2 separate regions of the Sus scrofa genome follow, and region 1 is linked to region 2. The links are chromatin contacts, called in public Hi-C maps. All regions are on one chromosome and are shown on one strand. Each heading gives the region's core, a stretch centred on a gene start, on an enhancer-like site or on the middle of the called end of the contact. The rest is flanking DNA. Distances are from core to core; before and after follow the strand shown.

Region 1 (6,276 bases), core at 1,566-4,065, 380 kb after region 2:
TCCTTCTGCAGGGGCTTGAGTCTCCATAGATAAATGAACATGACAAGGACACCCGACCCCCAGAACCTTCAGCATTGTTCTTGCAGCCACAGTGATGGGTGATGCTGATGCAAATACTCCTTCCTGGGAACTTCCAACTCAGCCCAGACCAGTCCTCCCCAGCCAAAGGGGTTGTTGTTTGAGTGTCCACTTTTAAATTGTTTTGTCGTCATTACTGCTGGTATTGTTGCCTTTCCCCTTTGTCTTCTTGCTTTAGGGAAGGTAGGGGCTGCTCCAGGCGCCATGCTTCTGTCTGGAACGAATGCACCTTTGTTGTGGACAAGCTCTGAGTGGCGGCCTGCCGTGAGCCCAGTGATAAAAATGGGTGAAGGACAGGCAGGATGCAGAAGAGCATGACCAATCACCAAGGGGAGGTTTATGGGCTCGTCCATTTTATTGTGCCATAACCTCCTTCTTTTCAGCTTTAGATGTCAGCAGCTGCTGCCATACTGAATGGCTGATGAGTGGAAGAGACGGCCATGGATCCCACAGCCACGTTTCCCGACCCCCCCAGACGGGGATGGGACACCTCCCTTGGCCAGCTTCTTGAACCCGAGTGAACAAATCAGAGAACATCGGGTGAGTCTGGACAGCAATAGCCAGGAGGAGTTGCCAGTTTCCTCTTGGCTGAGTTGGACGTTGTGTCCCCCATTTCAAAGGGCTGTTCCTCTGACTAAGGGAAGAAAGGATTTATAGACGTGAATGGGGAGTTCCCGTTGTGGCTCAGCAATAACAAACCCGACTGGTATCCATGAGGATGTGAGTTCGATCCCTGACGCTCTTTAGTGGGTTAAGGATCTACAAGTGCCGTGTAGGTCACAGTCACGATTGCTGTGGCTGTGGCGCTGGCTGGCAGCTGCAGCTTCAATTCAATCCCTAGCCTGGGACCCTCCATATGCCACAGGTGCGGCCCTAAAAAAAAACAAACAAACAAACAAACAAAAAAGCTCCTCCTTTATCTTCTGTAATTTCGCATCAGCCTCTGCCAGGGTAGAAACCATATTCTAAATTATCGCAGCATCTTCACTCTCTTTAATAACACCTCTAAAAATGAACACACTTTCCTGTGCACCTAGAAAGGACCTGTCAAGGTCTCTTTCATGCTTCCATTCAGGCTTCCCTGATATTTTCAGTACTTTCACGCTGCTGAGTCTAAAAACGTCCTTTCAGGAAGAACTCTACAGTTTACATGATATTTTCATATGCATCGTCTTCTGGAAGGTTCTGAAAAATAAATTCCTAACATCCTTGTAAAGACCTTGCCGCCTTAGTTCACAAAATAGTCACGGAGTCCTCCCTTGAAATGACTGCATTTCCCACACTTTTTCTGTCTTTGTTGACTTAAGTTCAAAGTCAAGCTGGCAAATCTGTTTTGTCAGATGGGAAGCTGGCTGCTCCTGGTTCAGAAAGGCTCTGTGCATAGCTCACTGCGTTCCCCCCACTAACCAGAAGAATCTGCTGTGTTCCCCAGAAGGTAGCAGCGTCATGCTTTATTTATTTAACGCTACCATGGCTTAAGCCAGTCTGCAGAAAATGTCCTAGAACACGGGGACCTCAGGGCTAAGAGGGATTCCTGGACTAGATCTATATCAGCCCATTCCACATTCCCGTGGAAAAGCTAACTGAACAGTCGTTACACTTTATAGGTGCCTACTTGCCCTTTATTCTTTTAGACAATGTGTACATCCAGTGCCAGCACAGAGCAGTCCCTGGCAGCCCAGCCCTATGGTTTTGGTGAAACGGCGGCAGTTGCAGGGGAAATACGGTAACTCACCGGGCTCCACCCGCACTTCCGGGAAGAGCCCTGGATACAACCCTTGAACGCTACCAGGCAGAGAGGCAGCCCTGTGGCATCCTCGCCCTGCTGGGGCCGCTGGTGATTGAAATGTGTTCAAACTGTGGTCAGAGAAGAAGCGTTGGGAGGAAAAGAAGAGAAGGAAGTCTTTCATCACGACGCCTGCTCTTCTCTTGATTATTTCCTGGGACAGTTTGTCCAACACCAGTCCGTTACCCAAATGAGCGGAAATAACACTCTTTAGTTTCCGTTTCCGGTTTCCTTCATGAACTTACACTGTCACCTGGCTTTTCTCCTAATCTTCCCCCCACAGCTCACCTCTGTTGCCAAATGGTCAGAAAGTTCTCTGATGAGTAAAATGTCATGTAAATGCAAACAATTAATATTCAGTATTTCATTCATGGTCCCAATAAAGAAACTTACAAGGATATTATTTTTTTTAATCCCCTTAGCTTTTGACACAAATGTACATTTTCTTGTTGATAAATGGACATCTCCTTCCCTCTAGTATAGCTGTATTGGACTCAAGGACTAAGGATTCCTATTTCCTAAAGAAAGCATATAAACTCAACGTGACTTTTCTCTTAGGTAGCACCCATTTCAATGATGTGCACGGGGACTCTAGAATTTTCTGTAATTTGTTCTGCTTTCCTCATTGGATAATAATTTTTCATAATGAAATCTTTTGGTGTCAGTATTTCCAAAAGATTGCAACACATTGACAGTTCCTTACCAGGCTGCTGTGGGGCTCTATGCAATTAAGTCAGTAAAGACCTGAGTTTCCGATTCCATCTCCGTATATCTGGATGGAAGCCCTCTTGTAGAGGAAGCATTCTGATCACCACCCAGCTGAGAAGTCCCCGCTTGTAATCTGGCTGATTCTAGACACCTGGGCATAGGCCAATGCAAATGCTTCCTCAAAGGCTTTTAGCAGAAAGAAAAACAACTAAACAGATCTGTTTCCTGACTTTGTGCTTTGATGGATATTTTCTGAGTCTTGAACATACTTTACCCCTGATAATTTAGAGATCTACTGTTGGTGAGAGGATACCATGGATAAGAAGAGTCCTGATGTTCCTTTTGTAAGGATAACACCCCTGGCTTGATGAGACAGGACTTGGCAAGAGCATCTTTGCAGGGCTTTTCAAAGAGTTATGGGATTAGGGAAGGTTCCCTGGGACCCATTCCCTACTGCTCCATTCGTGCTGATAATGACTTGATCTCATCATTTTTTCCAAATGACCTGACACAGCACAAGTTCCCTTCGGAGCAGAATGGAGCTGAAGGTCTGTCTCCAGAACTGTCCTGGGAAAGGAAGGACCCAAAGCTGCAGGAACTCGGGCTAAAATTTAAGAACAGAGTGATTCAGTTTGCAGACCACAAACTTGATTTCCTAGAATTTGAAGCCCCAATGAAGTCTCCCCTTTCCCATCAGAACACATCTTTCCTAGGCGCCTTGATGCCTGATTGCATACACAGCAGGTGCACGGACACAGAAGATGATTAATTGATGCACAGAAGCCTCAACAATATGACGTTTAAAGCTTTCAAACCAAATGAAGTGAATTTTTTTTTTCTTTTTAGGGCTGCAAGTGTGGCATATGGAAGTTCCCAGGCTAGGGGTCTAATTGGAGCTGCAGCTGTGCTACAGCCACAGCCACAGCCACAGCAATGCCAGATCCAAGCCTCATCTGTGACCTACACCACAGCTCATGGCAACACCAGATCCTTAACTCACTGAGCGAGGCCAGGGATTGAACCCACACCCTCATGGATACCAGTCGGGTTCTTAACTCACTGAAACACAAGAACTCCCCAAATGAAGTAATTTGCATTCAGGCACAGAGCCAAGAGGGCTCTAACCTGTCCTCATAAGCTCAGGGCCCCCCAGCACCTCTTCTTCCCTCCCCCCGATCTGTGTACCCCGAAGCCCCTCCAAACATAGGCTCACAAGAAAGAAGTCACTACAAATCGTGATTCAGGTCAACCACTCAAAGAGGGCATATAAATTTTTAATTTCCACATAGGCCTTTTAAAAATGTATAAGTCATTCCAAAAACAGAAAGGCCCTTCCCTGCCAGCACTGCTTTGGTCAGTTCAAGTGCTCTGGCAATTTATTCTGTCCACAAAGTCTCTTCCTTCCTATCTCCCAAGACAGTTACAAGAGCTTCATAACCGAATTATTTGAGAAGTTCTCAAGCTACTCAGACGAAACCATCTCTCCCAAGCAAAGGGTTACCCAGTGGGTAGGGAACCTTGGTCCGTTCCTGCTGACACATTGCTTTCTGCCCGGGTTTTATCTTTTGCTCCCTAGTAATCCAAACGGAGCAGAGAAACTGCCAACAACAGATCCTCTTTTCTGCCTTACACCCGCATTTGAGGGGCAGCACGGAACAACCATCATTAAATGGTTTGGGGTGCAAAGCGGTGGCCCTGGGTAAGCTAAACTGTTTGGGACACCAAAATAAAGATGTCCCAGGTTGCTAAAACAGGGTCACACAGGGAACAATTAAAACGGAATTACACACCAAGGTTGACTGAGCCTTACGCACATTCATCCGGAAGAAGCGGCACAAACCCTGGGCGGACGAAAGAGGGCAGTGTTCGCTGCGTCTTTCATTCCAGCTCTTGGCTCTTATCGAAATGCAACTGAGCCAAGAGAAAACTATGCCCAGCATTTCATAACACAGGAAGTGGGGAAGTAGATTAGATATTAGGCTCTGCAGTCACCACAAAATAAGCAGTGCGTTTGTAAAAGTCACTCTTTTCCCCGCGCTGTGAAAGCCTGACCCATGGAGAAATTAGGGGTTCTTTTTTTTTTTTCCTTTTAAATTAAGATGGACTAAACCTCTCAAAGAAAATAAAGGAAGGTGTCATCTTTTTCAAACTCTAACGACGCACAAAGGCTCATTGAGTTCACACCCTTCCTCGTGCAGATGGAGACCAGGTCTGTAGGTTTATCAGTTGCTTCTCTTTGTGCTCAGATTGTATTATCAGCATATGGGGAAAGGGACTCAGATTTTCCTCTCAGGCCAGACTTAGAGAATTTTCAGTCATTTCAAAATAAGATCCACATGCGCCCTGCACATTCAAAAATTAGGTCCTGGCAAGGTTATCCTGTCTCCTGCCTGGGATGTCACCATATTGGGTGGGGCTAGATGCACATTTAGGAGAGGAGTTTCCATGAACGTGTCATTTTACCCAATAAAGGATTACAACCTGAGCATTCAAAAATGCACATCTGGGGAGTTCCCGTTGTGGCTCAGCGGGTTACAAGCCCAACTAGTATCTATGAGGACACAGGTTCCATCCCTGGCTTCACTGAGCGGGTTAAGGATCCGGCGTTGCCTCGAGATGCAGGGTAGGTTGCAGGTGTGGCTTGGATCCCGTGTTGCTGTGGCTGTGGTGTAGGCCGGCTGCTGCAGCTTCGATTCACCCACTAACCTGGGAGCTTCCATAGGCTGCAGGTGCAGCCATAAAAAGCAAACAACAAACAAAGAAACAAAGCACATTTTCCCAACATATCAAGCTATTTTTAACTATATATATATTTTTAACTATATATATAGGTATGTCTGTATGTATATACACATACATATACTGTCTTCTTTTGACAGGGGAGTATTTGTTAATTCCAGATTGATCCCCACATTTTGTTCATATTTTTGAGCTCCTGACATGTGTAAGGTTGTGTGTTGGACACACAAAGGTGAAAAGGACACTCTTCTAGCTTTTCAAAGACTAAGCATCCAGTAAGAAGAAGCAGACAAGGCCGTAAGTAACCATGATACAAGGCAGAATTGAATTCACCAGGAAGAAAAATACAAACAAATGGCAAAAGGAGAGGGTGTATTCATTTGGAGCAGAGGGCCAAAGGGAAACATCATAAAAGAAAAAGCCTTTGCACTGAGCCCTGAAGAGCAGGCAGGTTTCCAAAGGCAGATGGATGGTGGATGCTCAGACAAGAGGATGCCAGGCATCCTCTGAGCTAAGGCAAGGATGCAGAAGAGAGTGGGGTCCTTCCTGAGCAGCCAATGGCCTCATTGCTTATAATTGGAGGAGGAGGAGATAAAAGAGGCTGGAGGAGTTCCCATCATGGCTCAGTGGTTAACGAATCCGACTAGGAACCATGAGGTTGCGGGTTCGATCCCTGGACCCGCTCAGCGGGTTAAGGATCCAGCAGTGCTGTGAGCTGTGGGGTAGGTCGCAGATGAGGCTTGGGTCTGGTGTTGCTATGGCTGTGGTGTAGCTCCAATTGGACCTCTAGCCTGGGAACCTCCACATACCATGGGTGCAGCCCTAAAAAGAAAAAAAGAGAGAGACTGGAAAATGCTAGCTAAAGCCACACTCTGGAGAAATCCAGCATCAGGCCAGTGCACTTGATGCCAAAAGGCAATAATAGGAAACCATTGGAGGTTTGATCATGACTGGAGCTAATTTTA
Region 2 (6,563 bases), core at 785-3,284:
CTAATCAGAGGGAGTAAAGCCAAACAGCCCATTGACACTCGTGCAGTGTCATCTGGCCAAGTCCCACAGAGCTGCTTGGTTGAAGGAGATCCAGAAAGACGACGAAATCAACTTGGTCCCACTGAAAGTGGAGTCAGTTCCAAGGGCTTAATCTGTTTCAATTTTTTTCTACTCTAAATATGGTAGATTTCCTGACTATAATCAGATCAGCCATGTAGCCATCCTGCTCCATCAAAGGAGCTCTGGTGCTTTACAGAAACCGCACAGTTAAGGGCTCCCTCTGGTATGGATGGGGCCACAGGGGCTCTGTGCCAAGCGAAGCTGCCTGAGGCTAGATCTGGATGAGGGAGTTGTCCACTGTCTCCTTCCCAGAAGGTCCCCAGCTATATTTCCTACCCTTCTGGTCATCAAGCAGAGTCTGAAGAAGTGGGGACATTATCTTACCTCCTGTCCATAAAAAGATGGATATAGATATTTTACCCATTGAGTTATGTCTGGGCTGATAAAATGCTTTTGTTCCCTAGTTCGTCCCTTTTTTAAAAAAAATTTTTTATCTTTTTGTATTTTCCAGGGCTGCACCTGTGGCAAATGGAGGTTCCCAGGCTAGGAGTCTAATCAGAACTGTAGCCACTGGCCTATGCCAGAGCCATAGCTATGCAGGATCTGAGCCACGTCTGTGACCTGTACCACAGGTCATGGCAATGCTGGATCCTTAACCCACTGATCGTGGCCAGGGATCGAACCTGCAACCTCATGGTTCCTAGTCCAATTTATTAACCACTGAGCCACGACAGAAACTCCTAGTTCCTCCTTTTAAAATCGCCTGTTGGAGTTCTCCTTGTGGTTCAGTGGTGATGAACCTGACTAGTATCCATAAAGATGTGGGTTCAATCCCTGGCCTCTGTCAGTGGGTTGAGGATCTGGAGTTGCTGCGAGCTAAGGTATAGGTCACAGACTCAGCTCAGATCCCCATTGCTGTGGCTGTGGTGCAGGCTGGTAGCTGCAGCTCTAATTCCACCCCCAGCCTGGGAACTTCCATATGCCATGAGTGAGGGCCTAAAAAGACAAAAAAATAAAGAAAAATGACTTGTTTACTATTATATATAGGAATGGATAATAAACAAGTTCCTACTGTATAGCACAGGGAACTGTATTCAATATCTTGAGATAAGTCATAACGGAAAAGAATATATATGTCTAACTGAGACACTTGGCTACACAGCAGAAATTAACACAACATTGTTAATCAACTACAAAAAAATTTTTGAAAAATGCCTTTAAGCATGAGATTTTAGAACTTGAGTAGTATTTTAGAACTTTTGACCTTTTTCGTCGAGCAGCAGGAGCATAATCGGTGTAAGCATTCTCATATTTGCAGAGAATGAGTCAGCTCAAACTTGTTTGGTTTAACCCCTGCTCTGATCCCTTTGGAGTGTATGTGTACATAAGCCTTTAAATACCAGGACTTCAGATACCTGAAACCAATGTTATCAAAGACTGTGTTTGCTGCCTGGCTTAAGATTAAATGTGCATTCAGAGAATGATGACAACAGCTTCTCGTAAGCTGCAGGGGAGTCCACCACAGCGAGGCTGCGCGCTCTTTTTCTATCAGCTCTAGTGAGTGTTAATTTCTTCTGTCCTCCCATGGGTCATCCATGACACAGGTTGAGTTGGCCGTGTGGTTAAGATGAGAAATCTAGTATCTTGAGTTACTCTAGTTCTTTTTGCTGTCTACCAATCAGTACCAAATCCAATGCCATTGAAGAAAATAAAACGACCCTGCAACTCTACTGTTCTCACAGCTCTAAGTGCCCACGGGGCTTCACTTAAAGGTACTCTGATACCAACCACCAAGTCAAGGGCCTCACCAGCTTGTAAATCTTGTGAGGAAGAAGGGTTATTGCATCAGAAACAGAGCTTTTCTGTTGGAGTCGTCACTGGCAAAGAGAAGTTACAGATTTAAGTGTCCTCGTTTATTGGGGTCAAACATTTGTCTTGAGTGATATAAGGGCATTGGAGTAGATTCTAAAAATAACTGGCAGGAATGCGTTCTATGACTTCAGGATTCTCCAGTGGGTGGGTGGAGGTAACAACTGAGTCAGGACACAGAATAAACTTTGAGCAAAATATTCTCTAAAATCCTGTTGACTTGGCAAAGTCACATTCAAAAATAGAGGTTGGGTTGACTAAAATGATTTCTCTGAGGAAAAGAGTGAAAAATGTGTGCCAAACTATTCGCCTAGTGGAAACTTCTCTACACTTTGGGAAATGAAACTGAAGTGGTTTCTAAGAAGCTGATCAGCATATTCCATTTTTAAAAAATGTATACTTCATAATTCTTTAATTCCAGTCTCTAACCATTTATATCAAATGGAACAAGCATACATCTATTCAGAAATATCAGAAAGATGTTAGAAACTCTTAAGATCACCAAACAGTCCTGAATACTTAAGAACAACACGATGCCCAGACAGTGGACGTTGTTAAGCCCAACAGAGAAAAATACACATGAGTTGAAACAGAAGGACTTAGCAATAGTTTTAAAAATCTGTAAGCTCACCCCGAGTCATAAACACATAGGCCAAGAGGCCTGAAGGAACGCAGAGTTAAGTTTTTAAAAGAAGCAAACACTGAAATAAAAATGTTAACACATGAAATGCTAAACTCCCTTTAAAAAAAACTTTCTAAGTATACATGAAAATTGGAAGAATTAAGCTCATGCAGATAGGTTTGGACAAGAAAAAAAAATAGGTACAGGAATATTTGGCAAACACACACACACATAAATCAGCTGCTCCAGGTGACAGACACCCCTGGGGAATAAAAGAATTTGACTAATATGCTTACTGAACAATGGTGCCGTAAAGATGGATAATTATTTCTGAAAAATTACCTTGCACACAGGGGGAATGTCAGAAGATTGGAAAAAGACCAACAGCATGTGATGGTGATAGAGAAAGAAAACAGAAGGAAGGTGTAGTGAAAAGTTAGTGGATGATATATGCCATTGTTGGTTTTAAAACATCATAGTATTAATATTAGGGAAGCAAAAGTTAAAAGGTTCAGAACACCAGGATTGAATGAACAAAGGACAATCCGTATTTATATGACAGTAGAGGAGTTTATCTCGAGAACTTAAACGCACTTCTTGTTAGAGTTAAGAATGGGAAGGGATGGGAGGCAGGACAGTGAGCAGAACATGTCATGTCTTGGGAAAGATGTTATTTTCACTACTCATCTGAAGATTCGAAGCGGGGCTGAAAAGAGCCAGAAATCTCAAACAAACATGGTACTAAGCTCAGGCATGGGGAGGTGTTTCAGAAGGTATTTTAGCCATCTCCCATCACATCACTCTCAATTAATACCCTGATGGATGACCCACGGACAGGGTGTCACAAGATTGATGGATGACACTCGGGGGGCAGAGCCATGGAAGATGTGAGAGACAGGAGGAAGAAAAAATAAATAAAATAGGATAGACGCAGACATATCTGCAATCAGAGAGAGAATCCACTGCAAACCTAGGTATGAAAAGACTGGAGAAATTTAGGAAATGACACAATCGAGGGATGAGGAGATTAAACATGAATTCACACCAAGCAAGAAGTGGGGGTGATATGGCGAGGGAGGTCATGGGTGTTTTGAGATTCCACTGAAAACTATGTTCAGAACACGTGACCCAGAGTGAGGTTCAGCAAAGCAGAAATCCTTTCCTACTGTCCCCACCAAGCCCCGCCTCCTGGTCCTGTTAAGGAATAATCCAGCAAAGGGGAAAGCGGAAGTTGCAGGAAGCTGCATTCACCCAGCCTGCCCAGTTGCTGGCTCCTTTTCCGAGGGTCTTTCTGACTCCTGCCAGGAACCCTGTGCTGTAGGACTCATCATTCCCATTTCACAGATGAGACAACAGAGGCCAAAAAAGGCCACATAAGAGACTGAGTGCTAGAAGGTACCAGGTCTAGGGTTTGCAAACAGCACAGTTTGCAAAGTCCATGCTCATCTCAGCACCAGACACCCTCACGGCTCCCTCTCACTACCTTCTGGTTGTTGATCAAATGCCACTTTCTTTATATAAGAGAGGTCTTCTTACATCAATAAGGCAGGGTAAGAAGATGCTGTTTTATTTCCATTTGATATACTAGGTCTTTGCTTGCTTACTGCATTCTCCCTGGAATATGTTTATTGTAGAATCTTCAGAGACTAGAACATCTGGACTAGACATTTCATAGGTCCTCAAATATTTGTTACCAATTATGCTCTTATAAGAATGAACACTGTATTTTTGTAACCTAAATTCACACTAATTCATTTCCCAATGGCTGCCTAGTTTGAATTTTTTTTTTTTTTAAATCACACTTAACAAAGCAAAACGCTGAACAGAGAATACAAACATCTGAGAAGTTGGGAAAGATCTTGATGGATTTTTCCAGAATATGAATTTATATCTACAGGACAAAGCAGTCCTTTTCTGTAAAGTGCTGTTTTTATGAATAGAAACTCTCTGCCTTTGTTAAATGCTAAAGAATTTGAAGGAGAATTGAATCACTAGACTCCTTTGAGGTCCCCATGTTTGATCCAGCTTCGTCAACCATGCCAGGAAAGTAAGAGGAGATGGATGCATGTGTAAAGAAACCAAGTGAAAAGTGGAAAAGAAAAAAAAAATCAGTTCATTGCCTTGATATATATATTTTTTTAATTTAAAATTTTGCTTTTTATGGCTGTACCCACGGCATATGAAGTTTCCAGGCTAGGGGTCGAATTAGAGCTAGAGCTGGCAGCCTACACCACAGCCACAGCAACAAGGGATCCAAGGCATGTCTGTGACCCTCACCACAGCTTGCAGCAATGCCAGATCCTTGACCCACTGAGTGAGGCCAGGGATCGAACCTTCATCCTCATGGATACTAGTCAGGTTCATTTCCGCTTCTCGGCATAACAGGAAGTTCCCTTCAATGCTTTCTTTACTGATACCAAGTAACCCAGTGGGGGATTTAAAAGACCATAAAGAATAGCAACAACAACAACAAAAAAAACCCAAACTGACCACTCTTCCCACAGAATAACCTAAGTTGTCTAGTTCTTTTGTAGTTAAAGAAACAATGCCTCAGTTACAGAGAACACTTTTCTTTAGCCTCCTCTAGCCTTCCCGGTCCTGTATTTGTGCCCTGGACACCATTCCTGTCTAGTTGCCATTTGGACTTAGAAATTCTCTGAAACTGACTATAAGTGTTCGGGGGCTTTTCATGGAGAATTGGCACCTCTCGGGGCTCTAGTTATTCTTTTGTGATATTAAAAGGAATTATAATTTCTGAATCTGAGGCGATCAAAAGAGGGGTACCTCCTCAGAAGCGCCTTCCGTTATCAGACATCGACACCATCACATGGGTATCTTTTTAAGGAGAAAAATAAGCAAGGAGTGAAGAAAAGATGATGGCTGGCAGAGTAGCAAATATGGAAGCATAAAAAGCCCTAACATTGGTCATGAATGCCCAGGGGCCAGGCAGGGTACCCGGGTGGCATTTGCTCTCAGTCCTGGCTCGCTCCATGAGGCTGATCTTGGAAGTTGGAGCAGCTGCCCCCAAGACCTCGTAAGGGGTAGGTCCAGGGTCTGTCTGGCTCTCTGGAGCTCACACTTATGACCATAAAGGGACACAGTCTGCATGTCCCTGATGTCACTTCAGACCTTCCAGGGTTTGTCTCATGGGGCAATGAGGGAGGAGGGGGCTGCTACTTTTGATGGTGTCCAGATGTTTTCCTACAAAAACTGCAGCGGCATCTTAGAGGGAAGGGCTGCTCCAGATGTATTGGGAACTGAAAGCCTTTGATCCTCTTTAATCTATCATCAATTAGCTCTTGAAGCCAAAAAACATTTTTGGCTGACCACTTGAAAGAATATCTTTGGGACCACTTGTGGTCTGCCCTCTTATGCCTAATTCAATGGAAAAAATAGATGTAGAGGCTAGAAAGCTCTGTCTTTGGCATAATTTTAACTGGCCAGGAAAATCTACCCAAATATTTCACCGAGAAAAAGTTTCACCTATACAAGTCTACTTTTCGGGTTTGGAATTCATCTCAGTCCCTCAACCTGGCTCTAGTGAATCATAAAGGTCTGGAACACCCTGAGACACAGCCCAGCAATACCATCTCCATGGCAACAAAGGGAAGTGCACTGGAAAAAAAAAAGTCCTCATCCTAGAATCAGGATGCCTGCACGGCAGGCTGGCTGGATCATCCAGGGGAGTGTCTTTAACCTCAATGAAGCTGAGTGTTCTCATCAGATGGGGATTCACTGCAGTTCTATGAGGTTCAAATGAGATCGTTTTTCTCTCACCACCATGGCTAATGTTTATACCGTGCTTATAGTGTTCTAAGTGCTTCATGGGTGTATTTAATTCTTACCCCATGAGGTAGGTACTATCATTAAGAACTGATTCAAGGATGAGGAACTTGAGGTCCAGCTGAGATGAATTAATCATCCAAGGTTACACAACTGGGTAAGTGATACACCAGAACTTGAACTCAGATCTGCGTGACTTCAGAGGCCATGGTTTTAATCACTACAAGCT

Evidence for each region. A called contact is a pair of places that touch in the nucleus more often than the background predicts.
Region 1: a contact with region 2 is called in a Hi-C map of retroperitoneal adipose tissue, with 1.8 times the contacts expected there. The contact joins two enhancer-like sites. A contact is called at or near these places in 3 of 47 Hi-C or Micro-C datasets (heart right ventricle, omental adipose tissue and retroperitoneal adipose tissue) and 1 of 2 datasets of contacts at active chromatin or transcription factors (skeletal muscle).

What each region holds. Positions count from the first base shown.
Region 1 is chr8:40,697,921-40,704,196 of Sscrofa11.1, forward strand. No RefSeq gene overlaps it. Among named protein-coding and RNA genes, the nearest start is that of CHIC2, 150 kb to the right of the region's middle. Within about 2 kb of position 2,816, at least 7 of the 83 cell types and tissues checked have an H3K27ac peak or open chromatin away from gene starts, as enhancers often do. A contact at or near this core is called in retroperitoneal adipose tissue, where this site is marked.
Region 2 is chr8:40,321,842-40,328,404 of Sscrofa11.1, forward strand. The region is part of intron 6 of LNX1 (E3 ubiquitin-protein ligase LNX); the gene reads right to left. Among named protein-coding and RNA genes, the nearest start is that of LNX1, 150 kb to the right of the region's middle. Within about 2 kb of position 2,035, at least 15 of the 83 cell types and tissues checked have an H3K27ac peak or open chromatin away from gene starts, as enhancers often do. A contact at or near this core is called in retroperitoneal adipose tissue, where this site is marked.